Linked DNA regions of Mus musculus: region 2 is linked to region 1. The links are chromatin contacts, called in public promoter capture Hi-C maps. All regions are on one chromosome and are shown on one strand. The core of a region is the stretch at or near the end of the contact, and the rest is flanking DNA. Distances in the headings are between cores, read along the strand shown.

Evidence for each region. Promoter capture Hi-C pulls out the DNA fragments that hold promoters and counts their contacts.
Region 2: a contact with region 1 is called in a promoter capture Hi-C map of liver, with 6 times the contacts expected there. The contact joins the promoter of Tbc1d10a here to the promoter of Zmiz2 in region 1. A contact is called at or near these places in 2 of 39 promoter capture datasets (liver and pre-B cells) and 2 of 9 other capture datasets (liver and pancreatic islet).

The regions. Positions count from the first base shown.
Region 1 is chr11:6,393,744-6,396,614 of GRCm38.p6, reverse strand. Zmiz2 (zinc finger, MIZ-type containing 2) reads right to left here and starts at 1,490. Exons shown (of 19, transcript NM_028601.3): 1 at 1,327-1,490; 2 at 937-1,047; 3 at 743-857; 4 at 181-383. The coding sequence starts at 986.
Region 2 is chr11:4,185,332-4,188,202 of GRCm38.p6, reverse strand. It overlaps Tbc1d10a (TBC1 domain family, member 10a), which reads right to left and starts at 1,370. Exons shown (of 9, transcript NM_134023.1): 1 at 1,104-1,370. The coding sequence starts at 1,312.

The DNA.
Region 1 (2,871 bases), core at 241-2,740:
CACACAGCACTTCTTCCATTCTTTTTTATTTTTTTTAATTTTCTCTCCCCTCCCTCCACTCACTTCTTCCATTCTCAACAGAACTTCCACTGTAGCTACTAGAGACAGTAGGGGAGGAGCAGGCAACATCCAACCCTTCTGCAGGACTGACAGGCTGATGGTTTCAAGTCACTGGCTTACCCAGTAGTGAAGCTGGATCCCCCAGGGTAGCTCCCTCGGCCATACACGCCTTGCTGTACGTAGCTCTTGCTAGCACCTCCTTCAGCAAACGCCTGCTGTCCCAGGCACTGCGGGGAGGTCAAGGCAGAGCTGCCACCTGCCACACCAGGCATCATGGAACCACCAGGGGGGCTTCCTGCAGGGCCCATGGGGTTCCCTAAAACCTACAAGGAAGTGGGAGTCACCAGAGAGAACCAGCCAAACTACTGTCTTTAAGACACAGCCCTAAAGTGCTAGATGCCAAGAGATGCCCAGCAAATGGGGGAGGACCTGGGTGGCAGGAGTGGTTGTCTATAGTTCTGACTGGAAGGGTCTCTGGAGCCAGGGGAAGACATCCCATGGTAGTACAGAAGAAAGGCACCTAGTGACTTGAGACCCTCAGGAAGCCCCATCCTTGTGCTTCAGACAGTCCGCTTGGTCCCTGGTTCTTGGAGCCCTAAGATGGTAGAGGCACCACCAAGACTCTGGATCCTGAGGGCTGGGGGGTGGGGGTGGGAGTGGGGTGGCCCTGATACACACTCACCTGGCTCTGGGTTGCGTTGCCAACTCCCCACACAGTAGTGACCACAGACAGTGACCCAGCTGGCTGAGTGGCACTTTGTTGCCAAGGCACAGACTCATATGCAAATGAACCATCACTAAAAGAGAGCAGCTGGTTAAGGCAGGGTCAGAAGGCCAAGGGCTTGCTAGAGGCAGGCCACAGAAGCCCACACTCACCCGTGTGGTGCAGGGGGCAGGGCGGGTTTCATGGGGTTCATGGGGTTCATTGGTGATGGAGCAGCCTACAGGCCCAATGTGCTGGAGCTTATCCGGGAGTTGCTGCTCCGGCTGCGGGACAGGAGGGAGAAGGCAGGAGCTTAGATGCTCATGGTAGCACGGACAAAGCCAGGGTAGTAGCGTTGGCAAATGTCAGCCCAGAATGCAGTGCAAAGCAACTCTAACAAGGGCTCTGTCATCTTAAGCCATTGGATCAACCCTGGAAAGGGCTTTCTGATATCAAATACTTCCCACATTCCCTTTCCCATATAAATCATAGGAAGCCAGGAACCCTCAGCAGGCCCTGGAGAAGGTCAGAGGGGTAGCCCCCACCCTGCGGAGCCCAGAGACCTGAGAAGGAGCAGAGCTTGAGTGTTCTTTGAGGCAGATGCTGAAAAGTCAGGCAGCAGATGTACAACGGCAGTCCATCCACCAGGTTGGCCTTAGGGTGGCTGTACCGACACGGCTGACACAGGACACAGGCACTGACCCAGCCCCTGGTTGGCAGCTCTCTCCTATCAAGAGGGTGGCAGAAGGGCTTCAGGTCACAGGACCTTCAAGCTGATCCAGACGACTTGAGGGGAGCAGGCGTGTGTGTGTGTGTGTGTGTGTGTGTGTGTGTGTGTGTGTGCGCGCGCGCGCGTGCGTGCATGTATGCATGCATGTAGGTGCACACACACACACACATACACACACACCCCTGAGACAAATATGACCTTAAGTATATGGTCAAGTGGACATCTTGCCCCCCCCCAAAGACCCATCTGTGACACTTGTGAATTCCCAACATGGCAGTGACACACACAGCACAGCAGGTGTGGGGGGTAGTCACAAAGCCAGACCATGCTAACGCACATCTACAAGATGGGACCAACTGGGCTTCATTCTTAGAAAACCGTAGCAGTGGCTGGTGGACAGGGAGGCAACAGCAGGTAAGAGCAGCGACTGGTACAGAAGACTCCCACTCCTTGCCTTTCTCAGTGCCTCATCCACTCAGGTCCTAATATACCCTGGACCACATGCGTGCCTACCTCTGCTTGGTCTCACCAGAATGGCACACAAGCCATGTGTTGGGCACTTCTCAGGGACCTCTGGGAAGGCCTGGGTGCTCCTGTCTGAAACCCTCTCTTGGTAGGGGCTGTGTGATTGCCACACATACCTTTTGAACCATTATCAGATCTGGTGATTTCCATCTTCCACTCAGCACTCACAAGCCTCTTGTCTAGGGGAGAGAGGGGTATCGCAGCACCCACTCAGCTCTGGAACAAACATTTCTTTGTGCTTACCACTCAGGGCTCAGTACAGACCTGGAGGCTCTGCAGGGCAGGGCTACACACACAAAGCCCCAGAACGGATAAGAGAAAGAGAGAAAAGGGGACTGTGACTTGCCCTTGCCTGGGCAGCCTTAGGCTCCCAGAGATCCTTCTCACACCCAGCACCAGGCTACCAGGGAAGAGAAACCTCATCCACCTCATCCACAGGCTCTGTCCCCTGGCCCTCAGAGGCAACTACACTTGATTCTAGCCCAGGCCAGGTCCTGCCTAGGCAGCTGGAGACAGAATGTGCCAGACTGGCAGCAGAGGCTGGCATCTATGTTGCTCCTGCTGGATCCTGGCAGCTGACCTGGTGGGAAGAACTCCTCCCAAGATCTGACATGTGGGGTCTGGAACAACCATGTGGATGTCAGGAAATAGGAACAGGAATCAAGACAAAAGCACGACTTAATGGAAAAGAGAAGAGATGGGAAAATAGCCACACAAATACTCCCAGAGACACCAAAGCAATTCAGTGGAGGAAGGACATCTCTAACAAGTGGTACACGAGCAACTAGAGCCTACCAGTAAACAAAAAACTTCAGACACAAAATATGACGGGGGTGGGAGCATCTCTAGATGT
Region 2 (2,871 bases), core at 121-2,620, 2.2 Mb after region 1:
ACAGCTGGGGACATCCTGGGCAGTCACAATCAGTCAGAGGAGAGGGAGAATATATACTGGCGTAGGGCTTCCATGGTGCCTGTGAGGCTCTATAAACTGGGAGGTACACTATGACAGGGAGGCTTGTCAGTTCTGGGTATGGCGCTAGTCTCCTATCACAAGACAAGTGGAATGAAAGCAGGATCTAGAGGCCATCTTCCTGAAGAGACCACCAGATCGCATCCGCAGTCTCTGGGAGGGCGGGCTTCTAGGGGTTCTGCTGTGTACAAATCTGTAGCCCAACATGCTCAGCTTGGAGGGAAGGTGTTACTCCTGCCTCAGCTTTCTCTAATGGAAAGCTGGGTACCTGGTAGCTCAAGGGTGGGGTGCTGTCTCCCTCCTTCTCCAGTCCTAGATCTGGATTTGGGAAGGAAGGACATAAACACGGCAGCCTGGGAGTCTACTGGCTGGCTCCCCTGTGATGAAGCTGACAGGGGAGTCCTAGAGTTGAGGTGCCCTATAACTACTGGGAAGGAGTGTCGGCCCACCTGTTGCCTGTGACAATGGACAAAGCTGCCTTTTGGCAGAGGGTGTGTAATGAGGAGAGACCTTTCCATGATGAAAAGAAACTGGGAGTCAAGATGGGACCCTCTGGGAGGGGGCTGGCCAGTGTCAATCCTTCTGAGATATGTGTCTGGAGGTAAGGGTTAGCGCGACCTGGAATAGCTCGGAGTCCTGAAGTCTTAAGATTTCCTGGGGTGCCGATACTGAGGTGGCGAGACAAGGATTCTGTGGGGTAGGGGGAGATGGAGAATAGCTGTGGGCAAAGTATGGGGCAGCCATCTGTGCGCGTGTCAGGGGGTGGCAAAGCTTTAAGGCCAGAGTAACCTGCGAGATTATGAGCTGGAGATGGGAAACCCCCATCGGGGATACTCTCCTTGGAGGGTATGGATCAGTCGGTTTGGGGAAGACCAGGAGGAAGGGAATGGCCTTTCTGTTCGTAGGTAGAAAGTAGGCTGCCGCTTGCGGCGTATCTGTGGGGTTGGGACAGTGGAGACACGTTGGTGGGTCAGGCCCACGCCTGTGCTGGTCCCGCGCCCGGCCCAGACCCCAGAGCTACTCACGCGCCCTCGGCGCCCTGCGAACCCACGATGAATCCGAACTTGTCGATGCGGCGCTCGGCGAAGCCGTTGGCCTCCGAGTCGGAGCCGAGCGAGCTCAGCTCGTCGGCGGTGGCGGCGTCGGGGCCCTGGGCCAGGCTTTCCCGGGTCCCAGACAGGCTCCCGCCTGCTGCGGGCTCGCGCGGCCCATTCTCTCTGCTGCTTTTCGCCATATCGGCCGCGCCCGCCACCAGAGCGCCAGCGGCCACCTCAGCCGCCTGAGCCGCCCGGCCTCCGCCGACGCTGCCGACGCCCCTCCCACGCACTGTGCCCATTGGCTGCCACAAAGCTGGGGGCGGATACCCAGGGAGCTCCCACCACGCGCCCAATGGGTGCCGAGGGTCCCGAGCCTCGCCCCTCCTCCAGCCTGGCGCCAAGTGGACCGACGTGAGGGGGCGGGACAACCGTCACCAAGGGCCCGCCTTCCCTGGCTGCCAATCACAAAAACTCACCTGGACTAGCTCGTCTGGCTTTTCCGGGTTGGCCCGGAGCTGGTGTGTCACCTGCTGCTGCTCTCTGGCAGAAGGTCTAGGGCTTCCCTAGAGGTCCTAAGGTCTCTGCCTCCATGGGAAACAGGGTCGTGGGTAGCGCTACTTCGCCAGGTCATTTTCAAGAACAGTGATGAGACGCAAGTGGGCTTAGGGATCTGAACCACCTGGCTGTTCTGCTTAGGGGGATGCAAATTAGCTCGTGGGAGACCCTATAAGAATAATACAGAACAGCCGGGCAAGATGGCTCACGCCTTTAATTTAATCTCAGCACTTGGGAGGCAGAGGCAGGCGAATTTCTGAGTTCGAGGCCAGCCTGGTCTGCAGAGTTAGTTCCAGGACAGCCAGGGCTACACAGAGAAACACTGTCTCGAAAAACCAAAACCCAAAACCAAATTATATATATATATATATATATATATATATATATATACACATACACACACACACACACACACACACACACACACATATATATATATCAGACCTAAGCTCTACCTTTTTCTTCCCAACACCTTTCTGGTGAGGGTTGATTTGTATTGTTTTTCTTTGAGATAGGGTCTCCAAAGTGGCTTTGACTTTACTATGTAGTCTAGGGCCCTCCCTGTCTCCCAAGTGCTGGGATTACAGATGTGGGCTATCCTGCCTGACTCCCCAATAGTTTTATTGAAATATGGTTAGCATACCACCACTTCCATCTATTTAAGGTATATACATACTTCCTATATTTAAATTCCATCACCCCACCGACACACCTACACATGCACAAATACATAAAAATTAAAGATAAATTAGGCATGATAACAGATGCCTGTACTCTGTAGGCTAAAACAGTTTACAAGTTCCGGACAGACTGACTGGGCTACAAATAAAAATCCTATCTCAAAAAAAAAAAAAAAAAAAAAAGTACAAAGCTGGGCGTGGTGGTTTTTATCCCAGCACTCGGGAGGCAGAGGCAGGCAGATTTCTGAGTTTGAGGCCAGCCTGGTCTACAAAGTGAGTTCCAGGGCAGCCAGGACTACACAGAGAAACCCTGTCTCGAAAAAAAAAAAAAAAAAAAAAGGTACAGTCCCATGGTTCTTTAGCATCCGTACAGAGTTGTGCAAACATTGCATCCTCCTCCTAGGAAATTCTACCGAAGAAAAATGAAAATAATGCTACCTGGTCAAATAGAGAGAAAAAGAAAAGAAAAAGAAAAAATATTCAAATGACTTTCACCAATTAAGAGTGTATAAATGTGGTAT